2 separate regions of the Canis lupus genome follow, and region 2 is linked to region 1. Evidence: chromatin contacts called from public Hi-C data. All regions are on one chromosome and are shown on one strand. The core of a region is the stretch at or near the end of the contact, and the rest is flanking DNA. Distances in the headings are between cores, read along the strand shown.

The links. Hi-C and Micro-C count contacts between places; a contact is called where the count stands out from the background.
Region 2: a Hi-C map of liver shows a contact between it and region 1, with 2.1 times the contacts expected there. The contact joins two enhancer-like sites. A contact is called at or near these places in 4 of 9 Hi-C or Micro-C datasets (amygdala, blood and liver).

What each region holds. Positions count from the first base shown.
Region 1 is chr1:81,274,771-81,280,743 of UU_Cfam_GSD_1.0, forward strand. No RefSeq gene overlaps it. Among named protein-coding and RNA genes, the nearest start is that of GNAQ, 110 kb to the right of the region's middle. Within about 2 kb of position 1,696, at least 10 of the 20 cell types and tissues checked have an H3K27ac peak or open chromatin away from gene starts, as enhancers often do. A contact at or near this core is called in liver, where this site is marked.
Region 2 is chr1:81,348,886-81,354,727 of UU_Cfam_GSD_1.0, forward strand. No RefSeq gene overlaps it. Among named protein-coding and RNA genes, the nearest start is that of GNAQ, 32 kb to the right of the region's middle. Within about 2 kb of position 3,911, at least 2 of the 20 cell types and tissues checked have an H3K27ac peak or open chromatin away from gene starts, as enhancers often do. A contact at or near this core is called in liver, where this site is marked.

The DNA.
Region 1 (5,973 bases), core at 446-2,945:
TGTGGCCTACGCCCCCGCCGCCCCCAGTCTCCCTCCGCGACCCAGTACCTTCTGTTCCAAGCCTGAAGTGGGGTCAGAGGTGAGCGAGACGCTTCTCTCACCGAATGGCGTTTTAGAAATAGGGACGGGGAGAAGGCAGGAGGGCCGGCAGGCGGCCCCGGGGCGCCGACCCGACCAGGACCCGGGGCGGGGGCGGGGGCGGGGGCCGGGAGTGCAGGGGGGCCCGGGGCGGCTGCATCCCGCGACCCCGCCGAGGCCCGAGGCCGCCATATTCCCGCTGCACCACGCCCGGGCGGCCGGCGGGCAGCGGCAGGTTGGGGCGGCCCGGGTCGGCCCTGGCGGGGGGCGGCCGCGACCGCCGCGCCCGCTGCCGCCTCCAGAGCCCGAGGGGCCGCCCCGCCGGGGAGCGGCAGGCGAGGCGAGAGCCGCCCGGGAGGCGCGCCGCGGCGGCTGGAGCCCAGGAAAGCCGCGCAGGAGGGGCCGGGCGGCCCCGCCTCCCCTCCCCCTCCCCCCTCCCCCCGCCTCCCCTCCCCCTCCCCCCTCCTCCCGCCTCCCCCTCCCCCCCGCCGCCGCCGCCGCCGCCTCCCTCCCGGATCTGTGCTCCAGTTCAGAGAAAGAAGAAAATGTGTGTGTGTGGCGAGGGGGAGGGCGAGCGCTGAGCAGCCGGGCCGGGGGTGGGCGTCCGGCGGAGGCGGGGCGGAGCGGAGCGGGGGCGGGGGCGGGGGCGGCGGCGGCGGAGCGCGGCGGGCGGTGGGCGCGGGCAGGGCCCAGGGCGCCCGGGAGCCGTGTCAGGCGGCGGCGGCGGCGGCGGAGGCGGGGAGCCGGGAGCCGGGAGCCGGGAGCGGGCGCGCCGGGCGCGGGGAGCCGTCGGCGGCCGCTCGCTGCGGGGACGCCCGGTGGATGTGCTCTCGCCGCCGGGCGCAGGGCTTCGGGGAGCCTCGGCGGCGGCGGCGGCGCGGGGGGCGAGGCGGGCCGCCCGTTCCCGGGGAAGGAGGCGCGGGCGTCTGAGCGAGGCCGGGCGCGGCGGCCTTCCCTCGCGCGCCCCCCGAGCCAGCGCCCGCGGCCGCCTCCCGCGCCCGCCTCGCTCCTCGCGCGCCGGAGCCGCCCGCTCCCGCCGCACCCCCGGCCCACCTGGTGCCCCGGCCCTGGCCTCGGCCCCCGCGGCGCTCCCCGAGCTCGTCCCGGACGCGCGCCCGGGCGGCGGGGGCTCGGCGGCCACCGCTGCCTCGGGGGAGCGAGGGCGGGAGGGCGTGTGTGCGCGCGTGTGAGCAGGGGGTGCCGGCGGGGCTGCAGCGGAGGCACTTCGGAAGAATGACTCTGGAGTCCATCATGGCGTGCTGCCTGAGCGAGGAGGCCAAGGAAGCCCGGCGGATCAACGACGAGATCGAGCGGCAGCTCCGCAGGGACAAGCGGGACGCCCGCCGGGAGCTCAAGCTGCTGCTGCTCGGTGAGTACGGCCCGCGGCCCGCCGCCCTGGGCCCTCCCGCCGGGCTGCGCGCGCCCCCCGCCCCCGGCCGCCGCCCCCCGCGGCCCCCGCGGCCCCCGCTCGCCCCTCGCCCCTCGCCCCTCGCCCCGACCCTCGGCGGGCGCGCCCCCAGCCGCTAACCTGCGCGGGCGCGGGCGCGGGCGCGCGCACCACCCCCCTCCGCGCGCGCCTACATGCGCGCAGACACCGCGCGGAGGGCTCGGGTCGGGGCTGCCCTGCCCCGGGCCTCGGCCTGTGCCTTTTGGTGTCCCCGAGGGCTGCGCCTTCGGGCCGGGCGTTTATCTGCCGAGCCTCGGCTACGCCGCAGAGCACTTCGGGGGAGAGGCGCGGGGGTGGAAGGTGGGCAGCGGGGTTGAACTTCCAGCGTCTTGGCCGCGGCGCCCGGTGCTGGAGAGGGGAGGGGGGTGTGTGGCCCGAGGGCGACGAGCCGTGCTGGGGCGCGTTGGGCGACAGCGTGCGGTGGGGTGGCCCGTGTGCATCCATTGTCAGTGCCTTCTGGGGTCAGCAGAGGCAGGTATGGTGGGCAGACTCGCGACCGGATTCCCGGAGAAGCGATGATGAGGGAGCCCAGCGGTCGGCGCTCCGAAGAAAGGGGGCTACGTCTTGGGGGGGGGGGGGGGCGGGCAGGCAAGCTCAGGTGTGTCACGCAAGTGCTGTGCTCTGGCCACCAGACCACCGAAAGCAGGGACCCTGGAGTTTCTTGACCAGTGGATGGTGACAGGCTGGCTTCTCGTCTGCACCATTCCTTCCAGATAAAGAGGACGGATACGCGAGGGTTGCGCTGTGTGGTTGTTGACAGCGACGGGTTTCTTTTGTTTAATGAGGCAACCCAGATGTAGGCCTGAATTCACAATAGTTACTACTGAAAACCAGCGCAGCCTCTCAGTTACTCTCACGGAAACAAATAGAAACCTTTTGTTTAAAACGGACAGCAATTTTTAATATCTTTGGGATCTGGGCTGGAAGGAAAACGGGAAGTGTATAGCGAAAATTTCCCTTTGATCTCCAAAAAAGCCCCAGCACTAAGTTATCAAGAAAAGGCTGTTTCTCAAATAGGAATTCTATTGATGATTATCTTTGAGAGAATGTTCACAGTCAAGGATCAGGGTACACATAGGAGCCAGCGTGACATAACTCTGAGCTATGGTGGTAGGAAGAGCAAATAGCTTTGCAGTAACAGGCCTGAAAAATGTCTGCACTTGTGTTCAAGATACTTGCGTGTATAATAAATATGTTCCTCAGACGTGGCTGGAAGAAAGAAATATTGTATTGTCACTTCAGATCCGGGAAGCATGCGGCTTCTTTCTTGAGCATTCCATCTCCTGGTTCAAGGAACCAGCTGCCTTTGGGACTCAAGTGCTTATCTACTGGATCATTTACAAGGGGGAACAAAATATAATGATCACAAATAATTACAAATGGTTAACTCATATGCCATGCTTTATGTCTTCATCTTGAAACCAGATTAGATAAATGTGCACATGTTTATAAAGAACAGAAGGCAGAGCGCTGGATAAAAGAGGTGGGCTTTAGGGAATGAAGCCAGGGAAGGGGAAAACTGCAGTTGGAAAAATGAAAATTAAAAAGTGTTTTATTCTCATTTTGGGCTACTTCTAACGGCTGAATAATGTGTAATTGAATATGTTGCGGATTCTCGAGATTGAGAAAAATAGAGAGGGGAAGAGAAATAGGCATAGAGTGTGTAAGTGCATGATAAAGGGGGAAAGCATGTGTTTTACAGATACTTAAGAAAGGGTTTTCTTTTTCCCTGTTTACAGTCTTTGTTCATGGTTAGCTGTGAATACAGCATTTGAGATCTCCCAAGCCATCCCTGTTGTCTGAAATGTGACAGCTTGAGGTTCCTAGCCGCTGAGTGAGAACCCAGGGGGTTTGTCTGTTTGAAGGCCTCAGTTTGAATGTCTTGGAAGAAGACTTTTAGGCAAATGCACATATATGGACACTTAATTACATACTGTGTATTTAAATAACATGAGGTGCTTTAAAAATGGCTTGAGGAGATAATTTTATGAGCAAAAAATGAAACAGTGTTTCTGCTAGAGTGATAGAACTTTTTCCCTTACTAGATTATTTGAGTAGGGTTTAGTACAGCCTCTCCCCAGCCCCCAAATATGGCCTATTAGAAGTGGTGGAAAAATATGACAGTAATTTAGCACCTACATTCATCAATAACATTTAAAAATTATGCAACTTTTTGTTAGAAATACGAGCCCTAGGCATCATCTAAGATTTGTTAGTTTCATGTTCTGGGTATGTGTTGCACTTGTAGCTTAAAGAGTTTGATACCTATACTACTTCTACAGTAAGTGTTTTTTACGAAATGTAGGTGGGGAGGCGAGCTTGTGATTTCATGATTTTTTTGAATCCAGGAGAAAGATGATGGTTGATATGAACCAGGCAAGGTATTGGGGAAGTTTTTTTTTGAAGAACTGCTCTTCTATCAAGCTGCTTGAATGAGTTCACTGAAACTTCCTGTTCCTACCTGTCCAAAGGAGATTATAGGATTTATCCTTTCACAGTTTAAAGCTTTATCAATATTTTCAACTACCTTATTTAAATGGAGGGTTCCTCTTATGTTTAAATGACATTCAGCATAAAATTATTTTCAAAGTAAATTTTAGTTAAAGGCATGACTCCATTTTAGTGGAAATGGATTTATCTGGCAGGGGACCTTTGCATTCACATACTTATTTTATTTTATATATTAATAATATGAAAACATGAGAAAGAGAAAGTAGTGGTTTCCTGCCTACATGAAAGAATAGCTGTGTAATTTGGGCTGTTTTGATACATACACAGCAATTTTCCCAGTGTATTCTAAATTCTATAGTATTAATATATTTTGATTTTTATTCTTTTTTTTTAAATGAACCCAGAAACTTACCATTGTAAAATACCATGTTTAATAATGAGTTCTTGTTTTCTTGACCACATCCATTTTCTGAATTTATTTACATCAGTGTTTTTCTTGGACACCTCAAAGAAAACTTTATATTCTACATACATGTTGCAAGAGAATACCTTATTTTAACTTGGTTTAAGTTTTTATGTGCCTTGTGAGTGTATAATATGTTACATTTACTTTAACTGATCAATATTTATGAATACTAAATATTTCTATCTGTAGTACATAGGTCACAGTATTTTATACTAATGTGTCTTTAAGTCTGTATATAAGTGGCTTTGAATCCCTGCTTTTAGTCACAGATACTCATGCTGAAATTTTTTTCAGTTCTTTGAAGATATATATATTTTTCCTGTTAACCTGTTCTTATTTTATATGTTTTTAAAATCTTTACCCTTGGGATCCCTGGGTGGCGCAGCGGTTTAGCGCCTGCCTTTGGCCCAGGGCGCGATCCTAGAGACCTGGGATCGAATCCCACGTCGGGCTCCCGGTGCATGGAGCCTGCTTCTCCCTCTGCCTATGTCTCTGCCTGCCTCTCTCTCTCTCTCTCTGTGTGACTATCATAAATAAATAAAAATTAAAAAAATATAAAAAAAAATAAAAAAATATGTTTAAAAAAAAATAAAATCTTTACCCTTTAGATCTTAATCATCAAACAGGAACATTTGGCAAATGTTTATAATTGATTGGATTCCACCTATTGACAACAGGCAGTTTAGGCCAGTCTTAGATGGAAGAATGTAAGTTCTTGATCTTCTAACTGAATTGCATACGTGATTGTGGATTTTCTTCCTGTTCTACCCTTAGGAGGGTAGGGATTGTGTCTATATTGCTCACTATTAAACCCCAACTTCTAGCACAATATCTTGAGTCATAGCATGCTCTCAATATGTACTTGTTGAATGAGTAGATTTATTTATGACCCTCTTGATAGAAACTGGGACCATGAAATAATGAATAAATTATGGAGACACAGGAGTATGTAATGTTTTTAATGGGTGGCAGATAAAATCATGATCGTCACAAAATTGTATGCGACTCTTTGAGCCAATGGAATATACGTGCATTCCAGGATAGGAAGTGTTAATGTAAGATGTTACATCATATACTGAACCAGTGTATTACAGTTCTGTGCTGGGTGTATTTGGGAATGGTAACAGTCATGCTTAAAGTATGAAAGTTTAAAAAGAAAAAAAAAAAAGAAACCATTCCATATCTTGATTACTTTTTATTGTATAGAAGCTATTTTAACCCTGTCATCTTTTGGCCATACACTTTCTCCATGATACACTCAACAGAATGAGTTTTACATTCTCCAGAGTGTGGTGGCAGCTGCACAGATTTTTATGATTTATCTATACAGCTAGATGAGTACCACAGTGATTAAATAACAGAGTTTTAAGAATTGCAGATGGACTATTTTTAATGGAGGGGTATACACATGTACTAAAAACTGTACGGTTTTACAGAGCAGGAGAGGACTTGGAAGGCTGGGCATTCTCTGGCAAATTTAGACTGTATGGAGAGTTCATTCACGTGGATCTGGATGAAAGCGCCCGCCCCA
Region 2 (5,842 bases), core at 2,661-5,160, 76 kb after region 1:
TTAGTTTATCAGTTAGCATCTACACTACTATTACTGTTAGAAATACGAAGAAATGGTTGCACAGAAATAGTAACTTGTCCACATTGGATTTATAAAGGCAAAATGGTCATTTAAAAGACACATTTGTAAAGTTAACCATAGACTCATAATACAGTATTTGGTCTTGTAAGAGCATGCTTGCCATTTAAAATGTGGCTTTTCTTCAGGATGCTACACTGTGTAAGATGCCATGTGATTAACACATCACATCGGCATTGGGCCCTGCAGAAATGTTTAGGTGGCAACAAGAACATGTCTAGGCAAATACTGCCCTCTCTCATTCTGATGAGGCTTTGTCACTGGCCTCTCCCGGTTTGCTCCCTCCAGCAGGAGTTGGACGTACACCATTCCTCCTCTGTCCTGTGATGGACAAGCTCTGTTAAATAACACCGTATTAAATAAGCTGCTGTCCCTGCAGCCTCCTCCTTCCTTACCTCCTTAACTTGCACATATGTGACCTTTCTTTCATTCAACTTACTCATGAAATCCCATTGCTTCTGCGAATCTGACCTAGTTGGAAAAGAACAAGCAAATTCCCCATGCTCTCCCCTGCCATTGGAGTGTTCCCTTCTCGTTAATTGCTTCCCATGCAAGAGTGACTCTGCCTTTCCTGTGTAGTGCAAATGGTTACATGATCCATGCCTCCAGGGACAGGGGGGCAAGGGCCTTATCTGTCATGGATATCATTATTATTATTATTTTGTTCTTAAACCAACTAGCATTTGTTTCTATCCCCCTCTCCACAGCTGTACTCTCAAATGGGGTTAGTTTATTGACTGTTGTTCCTCCTCATCATTCACAGCACCACGTCCAGATGTTCTCGTGCATGGGTATGAGTGACATCCGTGCTGTTCCCTGGGCCTGTCCAACGAGGCCATTTGGGATACGTCTATTCCTATATCAAAAGCCAGAATACATGATTCCTTCCTGTGTGACTCTTGTGTCATTCTCCTGTTTCATCCGGCTCCTGTGGTATGATTTAGTTGTCCCGTAACTGCCTCACCTCCTGTCTTTGTCCCTGCGTCCCTGGTGCCCTGTGTCCCTAGTGCATGGAAGGGGGACTCTGATTAAATGTTGAAGAACACAGTTGAGCCATCTTGCGTTGCAGAGAGATGCCCCCTCCACTTCCATGCGCCGACGTTCAAGTGCATTCTCTTCCTCTGACTGGGAATTGGATGAGAGGGTATTTTCCTTCCTCGCCCTTCCTGAGATCCGTTCTCATCAATGAATTGGGAGAGGTGGGAAACTAAAACTTCAAATTCTGAAAACTACCTCCTTAGCCCAGCAACGCTGGTCCAAGAGGGTTATGGTGCCAGCCCCTGGAAATTGATCTTCTCGCAAGATGTAAGGCTTTTAAAGTAAGGAATCCTCATCCTAAAAGGAAAACATTAATCTTCTGGAGTTTGAAACCTTTCTTCTCAGCTCTTCCTGCATTCCAAGGATGTGAGAGAGGAAGCTGGGCGTTTGTAGTCTGTAACAGGATCACCACAGGGTCACAGTGGGATGGCAGGGATTTAGATTTGCACAAGAAGTCAACAACTGCTTTCTAGTAGTTACCTTCAAATTCCCTGTTTTTGGGGACCATATCCTTCTCCTTCAGTTTTGAGCCTTGTAAGTTTCAGACGGAACCATGTTGGTTTTCAGTGTAAAATAGTAATATTACCCAGTTTTTATAAGGTTGTTGGGAGGGTGGGATGTGTTAAAGTGGAAAGCACTTTAGAAGAAAGCCTGGTAAGTAGACTGTGCCTGATATACACATTACTGTTGTTACTACTTGGTGTGTGTGTGTGTGTGTGTGTGTGTGTGTGTGTTATCTGTTCTTTTTTAATTTGTATTTTTTATTGAAGTATTGTTGACATACAGCATTATCATAGTTTCAGGTGTACAACAATGATTGAACATTTATATATGTCACAAAATGATCACCACCATAAGTCTAGCCACCATCTGTCACCATAAAGATACTACAGTGTTATTGACTACTGTCGTTGTTAGTATTTAAGAATGACAAGATGACAACCTTTGGCTTAAAAAAAGGGAATTAGAAACATTTCACATGAAGGACTGTACTTAACATGGTTGTGGCTTGTTCATGGACCCACTGAAGGTAGCTCAGGAATCATCATCATTGGAAAAACATCCCATCTTGGTTTTGAGTGCAAACTGATTACTGCCCTCAGTGTGTCAAACAGAAAATCCAAATCAAAAAGGATACTGAATATTTTGGGTAAAGTTATTACTAGCTATTACTAGTGAATACTTCCTTTATGTCCTATAATTATAAAGGATTAGATTTAATGACCCTGTAAACCTAATGGTTTATAATTTAATCCATAAAATTCTTCCAAGTGATTTGAAGGAGGCAAATTAAATACCTGTTCTTATCATTTCATATTTATACTAGTCAAACTTTCAGTGAGTTTTTTGGAGACTTTTTCTTTTCCAGAAATATCCAGCAAAATTCTTAAATGGTTTACCAAACTTCACATTAATAGAACTTACCACTTAAAATTACCCACATTTGCTTTGTGTATGAATAGAAATCGACCATAACAATGATTTTTCTTCGATGACTTCAGAGAGGAGCAAAATGTCTAGAAAATCTCCCCATCTCCTGGACACTTACCTTGGAGCAGTGACTGCGGATTTTGAACATTTTTGTGTTGCTAGCATAAAGTGTGTCATGCCTGTGTCTTAAATTATTTCAGACTTGCCAGCTCTTACTCTGTGGTTAGGCAGCAGAGACCCAATGGTTTAAAAGAAATCATGGTTTGTTCAGGACCAAATTTCGTGAAAATGGGGCGTGGTGCCCCGAATGCTAATAGGCAGTTTTCTCTGGACACCACCGTTGCCTTCCTTAGAGAGGCTTGGTTACTGTGTTGGTAGTTAGCCCAGGAGTGAGTGAGGGTGGTTTGTCAGCTTAATACCCCTGTGGCAAGAATTGAGGCCTTGTTGCCAGGCCGGGTTTTGCTGTCAGCCAGCTCTAGATTTAGTCTGGTCTCTTGATACAGCTCTGTGCTCCAGTTTGTCTGTCTACAGTAGATGAGGGGTTTGGGGTGGAGGATCTTGAAGGCTTTTGGAGCTCCTGGGTCCCTAATTTTTTGCCCCATTAGCCCTAACTCTGAAACATGAGAAGCTTTCTTAAGCGCTGATGTGAGTTCATTAGGATTTGATGTTAAACTGTCCAGGAAATTCTGAGGCATGAGGAAAGTCACACAGCTGGTATGCTCAGCAATGTTAATGAGTGACTCTTGGTATCATTCTCCTGTTTTACCAAGTGTCCAGCTGCTTCTGAAACAGTGTGAAAATTCTCATGTTCTCAGTTCTCTTCCATAAACCATACCAGGATGGAATGGTGGCCACATTGACAGTGCATTAGATACACCTTCCTTTCCTCGGACACTTACTGAACCGAAGGAGGATGACTTCCCATTAACTGGAATTCTCTAAAACCATCTGCCATGTGGCTGAGCTGAATAAATTAGGGAAAAAAAAGTTCTAAAGAGGATGGAAATATAGTTACAGTGCCTCTTTCAACAGAAGCCAACTGAACTCTGTCTCCATGATATTAGCATTTGCTGGTATCTAATACAAGCAGAGGAAAAAAAGTGGACTTTCAAAATCACATGATCAGCTAAGGTGACGAGGAAATGAAACTGTTTTTATTATGTCGTCTCCAACATATCTTAAACTTCTTTCTGGAAGAAAGCATAACGTTTTGTGCCGCTCAATTAAGTAGGACACAACAGACTTGTGACCAGATTTTTCAGTTTGATGAGAATGGAGAATTAAATGTTTGTGACACCGAGGGACGATGTCAGTGGAATCGGTTCTTTAACACTAGGTACATGCTGGGGGAGGATAGATTCCAAAGGCCAAGTTGGATTTTGAGGAAAGGGCTGGGCTGCTGTAGGTCCTAAGCTAAGTCTCTGGCTTTGTCATTGTTGCTTGTTTCTGCCTCCTGGCCAGCCCAGCTGTGTTCGATGGACTTTCTTCGTTTTGATAGCCACAACATTTATTATCTGTTCAAACACAGGCAGATTAAGTACGTAAGAGGATTACTTTACTTAACAAAGCAGTCACACATGAACTCTCTGCTCATATTTTGTTTTTGTTTTAAGAGAAGAAGGCCTGCCACCGGGTTTAGGTGTGCAGGGATGTCGCGCGTGGTAGGGCCCCTGGGGAGACTGACCTGGGAAGCAGTTACTCATTGGAAGGGCATATCCCTTCCAAATGTGCATATTGCAAGTCTAGCCTGTGTCAGATTTCACTCTGAGAAAGGGCAGAGGGGAGACATGTCACTCCACCATGCAGGTTTTTAGTCGAACTTACACCAACTTTTGGACTTTGCCTTAAAAACAATGGACTATTTTCAAAGCATAGAGATCTTTTTTCATATCATAAACATGGAAGTTAACAATAAACACTCAGAGGTGATTTTGTTGAGAGACAGCAGGGAATAATTAGGGGTTCTTGCACTTTGGTGCACAGCAGAAGCATCTCAAGAACTTGTCAAAATACACTTGGTCCCACACCTCCAGGGATGTGGCGCAGCCCCCCCTCCGTCCCCGCCCCCCCCCCCCCCCCCACACACACACACACACTGCCACAGGCCTGGGTAAGGAAGTCTCTGAGCAAGCAGCAGAGGAAAGACAGTGGAGGAGACAGTAGAGGAGTGTCTGCCGCACCTGACCTTCCTCCTCTGACCTCCTGCCATGTTGTTAACAGTGATTTCCAGCTGGTAGGATGAGTGGAAAGGATGCTGCAGCTGTTGGAGTGTGTGATTCTGTCCCTAATCTACCTTAAAAATATTTTTTTCATGTTCATTAAAACCCCTCTAATAGTGAATTATAGGGAATCGCTCACTTTGATAGGGCTGTTAAATATTTCTCTCCTTTCCCTGGTGGAAATATTTTTCATGGTTTCCCATTCTCAACTTTGTCTTTTTGTGTGAGTCACTAGCATGACATCAGATATTTCATTTTTGTTCATTATTTATTAATAGACAATTCTTAGACACTTACCTATGAATTATTAAGCAATAATAGATGGAGTGAAACACATGTTGAGTTTAGTACTAGTCAAATGACACATTTCTGATTTAGCATGGTAACTGAATTTGGAAATCATTATATAAATTAAATGTATATATAATTAAGTTAATGGGTATTTTGTATTGAAATTTGATAAATAACTTAACAGCTTTGTAAAAGATAAAAATTATTTTTTTCCTGTAATCTTTTCATTTCCTAACTGTTTTAAGTCAATCATTTGAAAATATTACGAGTCCTTTGGAATAAAGGCACATTTGTATATTGGTAATATACCTGTTTTCTATTTTACTATTTGTGTGTGCCATTGGCACTTTTGTTACAGAACTATTGAAAGTTGGGAGAAGGGGGGCAGCCCGGGTGGCTCAGTGGTTTAGCACCACCTTCCGCCCGGGGTGTGATCCTGGGGACCTGGGATCGAGTCCCACATGGGGCTCCCTGCGGGGAGCCTGCTTCTCCCTCTGCCTGTGTCTCTGCCTCTCTCTGTATCTCACGAATGAATAAACAAAATCTTTAAAAAAAAAAAAAAAAAAAAAGAAAGTTGGGAGAAGGGAAGAGAATCTTTTGTGAAACAAATATCCCCTGCTTGTGCTGTTTTTATTTTTATTTGGACCTGACATATGCAGGAAAAGTTCTTTGAAAGTACAATGTAAGAGATTTCATTATTTTCTTCTCTGTTTTCTAGAACTGTTAGGTCATATTTTATCTCAGAGTAACTTTTAGAACAACAACAATAACTTCTTCTTAAACAT